Regions from separate parts of the Mus musculus genome. Here region 2 is linked to region 1. Evidence: chromatin contacts called from public HiChIP or PLAC-seq data. All regions are on one chromosome and are shown on one strand. The core of a region is the stretch at or near the end of the contact, and the rest is flanking DNA. Distances in the headings are between cores, read along the strand shown.

Evidence for each region. HiChIP or PLAC-seq counts read pairs in DNA pulled down with a chosen protein or histone mark.
Region 2: a contact with region 1 is called in an H3K27ac HiChIP or PLAC-seq map of extraembryonic endoderm stem cells. The contact joins the enhancer-like site here to the promoter of Palm3 in region 1. A contact is called at or near these places in 18 of 39 promoter capture datasets (the C10 cell line, the HPC-7 cell line, HPC-7-derived erythroid cells and 13 more), 3 of 15 datasets of contacts at CTCF or cohesin (the NIH/3T3 cell line, large pre-B cells and pro-B cells), 94 of 484 Hi-C or Micro-C datasets (the 63-12 cell line, the AML12 cell line, the AtT-20 cell line and 66 more), 15 of 115 datasets of contacts at active chromatin or transcription factors (astrocytes, bone marrow-derived dendritic cells, craniofacial prominence and 11 more) and 5 of 9 other capture datasets (adipose tissue, embryonic stem cells, liver and 2 more).

The regions. Positions count from the first base shown.
Region 1 is chr8:84,020,089-84,022,788 of GRCm38.p6, reverse strand. It overlaps Palm3 (paralemmin 3), which reads right to left and starts at 1,315. Exons shown (of 7, transcript NM_028877.1): 1 at 1,261-1,315. The coding sequence starts at 1,301.
Region 2 is chr8:84,165,033-84,167,732 of GRCm38.p6, reverse strand. It overlaps 4930432K21Rik (RIKEN cDNA 4930432K21 gene), which reads right to left. Exons shown (of 9, transcript NM_029045.2): 6 at 43-1,152. Among named protein-coding and RNA genes, the nearest start is that of Nanos3, 10 kb to the left of the region's middle. Within about 2 kb of position 1,307, at least 3 of the 459 cell types and tissues checked have an H3K27ac peak or open chromatin away from gene starts, as enhancers often do. A contact at or near this core is called in extraembryonic endoderm stem cells, where this site is marked.

The DNA of each region.
Region 1 (2,700 bases), core at 66-2,565:
ACACACTCACAGAGGACACACACAACACATGTACTCACACACTTTCATACACACACACATACACTCATACACATACACATGCATGCACCCACACCTCTCATATGTACACACACACATTCACAGAAGACATACAAACATGCAACCACACACTCTTATATACACACAGTTACATCCACAGAACACACACATCTACCCACACACATTCACACTCACAGTTATCACTCTTCTACACATTCACTCACACACACACAAATGCATTCACACACACACACACACACACACACACACACAGCATGAGATTGTCTGAAGTCAGGAGGGTGAATGAGGACACGAAGGACTTCTCCCTCAGTGTTGGCAACACACAGTGCAGGGTTCAGGGGCTCTAAGGACCTTCATTTGGATACACATAGGAGGCCAGAGACCCTCCTAGAGGAGGGGATTTCGACTAGGGCAAGGGCTGAAGGTTGCCTGACAGATGTCCCTAGGGAAGTCTAGACTCCTGTTCATCACTCTGTCCTTGGGGGAGGGCTGAAGTCCCCCTCAGCTGTCCCACTCCTAAGATGCTATCTCCCTAACTCTTCCTTGGGGGGGGGGAGGATCGGGTTCCCATTGCTAAGCAACCAGGTTTGTACTTGGTGAATAATGCAATGGAGGGCACAGAGAGTAAAGGACAGAATTGGGGTCCATACTGGAGGGAAGCCCTCTTTCTAGAAGTTTCTATAATCTCTTGGAACCCCTCTACCCATCATTCCCTAACTAAGGGTGGATAATCCCATACTAGGCAAAAGCTGGCGACTGAACCAAACCTCTCTCACTTTGAAAGAGCCTCAGCTAAGGTGAACTCCCCACACGTCGCTCATCTCTTAACTCCAAGGTCGTGCCTCAGCCATAATCGAGTTGCTGCTGACAAGGAGCGGAGGGGTGGCCATTGTTGCCTAAGACTTTGCCAATCTTTGGAGGTTGGGGCGCGCCTTTCTCCCTGGAATCTCTAGCATTTCCTCGCTGCATTCTTGAGAGGGTTGGTGACCAGGATTACACTTGGATGCACATTCTTGGATCCTGACACCCTTTGTCCCCTAACTCTGCAGTAGGCCTAGCTCTCTAGAGGCTTGGCTCTGAATGGGTCCCAGGTTTGGCCACCACGTCCCCTCGTGCTCCCCTCGGCTCCTTAGAAAGGCCAACTGGGGCTCTTAGGCCAGGCCGGTGCCCCCTACCCCAGCCTTTCCACCCCGCCCTCCCGCCCCCACCCCAGACACTTACGTGGGTGTGGCCGGAGACAACACCGGGGTCTGCAGAGCCATCACTGCCCAGCAGAGGTGTGAGCCAAAGGCCCCAGACTGGGCCTTGGTTGATGGGAGGGGGCTGTGGGGCGGAGCAGGAGAGCAGGTCCAGCTGGTTTGGGCGGGAGGCGCGGCCCGGTTGGGGCTGGGGCAGTGCTGGGGAGCGCTATCAACTTCTCAGGATGAATTATTTACCAGCCTCCGGCCTCCACGCTGCGCTAGGCTGCCTCCCAGTTCATATACACGCAGCCACGCCGGTGCTCCAGCAGGTGGGGGACAGCAGCCAAGCACTGACCCGCGGCCGCTGGGGAACACGCGCCTGCGTTGGGCACTCACACAGGAAAGTTTTACTAAAAGCCCAGAGTCATTGGCTCTCCCTTCTAGGACCTTGGAGCATGCTGTAGGGAGAGCTCTCTGACCCGGCTTTCGGAGACCATGGCAACCAAGAAGCCCAGGATGTGGGTCACTGTGGACAATTTGCCTCAGGTTTCAAGGCTTCAGTTTGCCCCGCTGGGAAATGGGAGAATAACTTCAATTGGCCTGCAGGTCAGAAGACCCTGTTGTGCTATTTAATGTTTAAGGGTGGGGGTAGAAATAAACGATAGGGAAATGGCCTCCAATTCACTACCGAGGATGTCTTTCCTTTGAACTCTGTCATTACAGACCTCCACAACCAGACCAGGTTTGATCTTTGTCTTGAAAGAGATCAGCCCTTGTCTGTCTCAGCTAGGTGCTTCAGAGGACCTTGCTCTGAGCAAGGACCCCTTCCCCCACCACACCGAGTGGTAAACTTACCCACATCTAGGCCTCTCCTCTCCTGACCGCTTCAGGGCTCCATGGGCCACTTTTGGCACGTAAAGTTGAGTGTCTCTCCTGGAAGCACAGGCTCCACCATACTGGATTGGGGCTGTCCTCAAGGGCTGGAATGGCCTATGTTCCACAGTCTAGTACAGACTCTTAAGAATCTAAAGATTTGCCTGGCGGTGGTGGCGCATGCCTTTGATCCCAGCACTTAGGAGGCAGAGGTAGGTGGATTTCTGAGTTCCAGGCCAGCCTGGAATACAGAGTGAGTTCCAGGACAGTTAAGGCTATACAGAAAAACCCTGTCTCAACAAAAACAGAGCCAAATATATATACATATATATATGAAGGTTTGATTGAACCTGAATCAAGTAGGTCACCTGACTTGGAATCCCACTTCCAGGAAGGTTCAGGTAGGAGAATGGCAAGGTTAAGCCTCCCTTGGGTTACAAAGTGAGTTAAAAACCAGTCTAGGAAACTTAGTAATAAATTGTCTAGAACTAAGTGGGTGGGGAATGGGGTGTTGGACATGTGGTTTTGTGGTAGAGAGCTTGCTTGGCATACATAAGGCCCTAGATTCAATCCCTAGAACGGGGGCGGGGGAAGTTGAATTTAAGCT
Region 2 (2,700 bases), core at 58-2,557, 140 kb before region 1:
TAAAGGTGACAGGGTGTACATTTGAGTACAGAAAGCTCTTACCTGCTCCATGTTAGTGGCATCCAGGGCATCCTGTATCTGGCTGTCAGGCAGGAAGTCTAGTTCCATTGCTGAGGACTCCTGCCATGCAGCCTGGTCTCTGGGACAGGGAGCTGCCAGGTGTACAGGAATGCCTGGGCTGCTGTGACAGTCCTTGGTGCTCTGGGGAGGGTCACTAGCTGCACAAGTGTGCTCTAGCTGAGAGGAGGTATGAGGGGTACTGAGGCCCTCTAAGTCTTGATCACAAGTTAGGCCACGTAACTCTACCAACATCTGATTCATGGACTGTGCTGGTAAAGGCAGCATTCCTATATCTCCTGGCGACTGCTCATCAGAGCCAGAGTCCTTGGTCTTGACCACTGGATCCATTTCTTGGGCTATATGGCCGGAATCTCCAGCTTCCGTCACGGGCTCTTGTTTCTCAGGCTCTGTCTCAGTGAAGCTTGCCAGGGTATCACCATGACACCTCTCTTCCCATCTGGCCTCCTCTCTGCCTGCTGTGGTCTCCTCAGCAAGAGGTGTGGAGCTCAGCAGAGTTCCAATGCAGCCTCCATCAGGGATCTGCTCATCCAGAGAGCCCAGCAGCTTGGCCACCTGTGGAGCACTCTGTTGCAGCACAGAGGGATCTAAGCTCACTTCTGTAATGACAGTGTCCATAAGAGAGGCATCTGCTGGGCTGGTGGAGCTGGGTGCTGCAGCTGTGCTGCTGAGAGTATATGTGGGGACAGAGAGGTCTTGAGCCACAGACCAGGTGGGCTCTGAGGCAGGAGCTAATGCTGATGTGTAGAGGATGTCCTCTCCTTCCTGGGGTTCCCCAGAATGCTGGGCCCCTGCTTCCCCTCCTTGGGCATCTCTTTCCTGTGGGTCTCTGCTGTCTGCCTCCCTGCCTTCAGCAGCAGCATCTGACAGGGGGCTACTACTGTCTTGAACTGTGGCCATCTCAAAACCATTGTTCCCCAGGCTTCTATTATCTAGTGAGATTGTCCTCTCCTTTGAAAGGGTTCCATCTGGCTGTGTCTGGACTTCTGGTCTGATGTCATGGGGAGGGAACCTCAGGGACTCTCTCTGTGGCTGGCTGGCTGCTTTGAGGGCTCCCAGCTCTGGCCTTGTTTCCTGTGGAAAAAGAAGATTCAGTCCTGGCCTTCAATAAGCAAGCACTCTGAAGAACTTTCTAGTTGGAGATTTCCTAGTTGAGGATCCCGTCCTCAAGATCAGATAGTTGTATCCACCACTAGGTACCACAGTGGGCTCTAGAAGCTACTCTAGACAGAGCTTTCTGCTAAGGCAGGAGGAGGAAAGTACACAGGCCCCTCATTTTATGCCAGCACCAAGCACTCAGGATCTCAGAATATAAAAATCCAGGTGGTAGGCTGTGGGGTGACTCCATAACAGAGCATTTGCCTAGTTGCACAAAGTCTTGAGTTTTGTACCCACCCCAGCGATTCAATGAAGGGCTTAAAGTCTCTCCTGCCAGTTGGCCCAGTGGTACAACTCATTAGCTTATTAAAGTATTTATGAGTGTGTGTTTGTGTGTGTGTGTGTGCAGGTACACACTCACATGTACCATGATGGGGGGCAGAGGACAACTTGCAGGAGTCTCTCCTCCTATGAAAGCTCTCAGATTGTCAGATCTGGTGACATGAGACTTTACTGGCTAATCCCACCAGCCACTTATCAGCTTAAGATACACCAGAGCAAATGAGATAGCTCAATGGGTAGAGGTGGTACTTTCTGACAAGCCTAATGGCCTGAGTTTGATCCCTGGAATCCACATGGTAAAGAAAACAGACTACACAGACTTGCTTTCTTCCACATGCACACTGTGGCAGAGGCACCCACACACACACATACGTATAGGTAATTAAAAAATAATACATCATTAAAAAAAACCCAGCTGGCATAGGGCTGGAATTGGTAGCACACATATATCATCACATTTAGAGGCTGAGGAAGAAATTCAGAGTGTGAGGCTGGGCTGGAGTACAAAGTGAGATTCTGTCTCAGAAACCCAATGGTGGTAACAATAGAGGCTTTCTGCTGTGAGGTCACTGTAGTCATGCTGTAACAAATGCTACATGACGTTCCTATTTACTCCCATCTTCCAGTGTTGACACCCTGTGTTGTTCAGGTATGACATCCGGGTCTGGATATGAGTTTGGTGAAAACCTATCTTGCAGCTGTGGTAGCACATTCCTGTAATTCAGCACTTGGGAGGCAGGGGTAGGAGAATCAGGAGGGCCAGTCTTAGCTACATTTGACCTAACAATCTCTCCTTCTAGAAACTGCCACCATGATGAGGATGCTAAACAGCCCTGGCATCAGTGACCCTCCACTCAAGCTACTCTTTGTTTTGTATACCTTGGTTTTTGAAACTGGGTCTCCCTGTGCAGCCTGACTGGCTTGGAGCTTGATACAAAGACCAAGCTGGTGCAAACTCAAAACACATGCTTCTGCTCCCAAGTGAGAATATCTTTTAAAATGTTTATTACTGATGTGTGTATGATTGGCTGATGCATGATTGTTAATGTGTCAATGATGTGTGTATGATGTATGATTTGTTTATGTGTATATGGGATGTATATATGACTCTGATGTATGCTGTATATTATATGTGTATGGCATATATTATGTGATATATATGGTATGTATGATGTGTGTTAC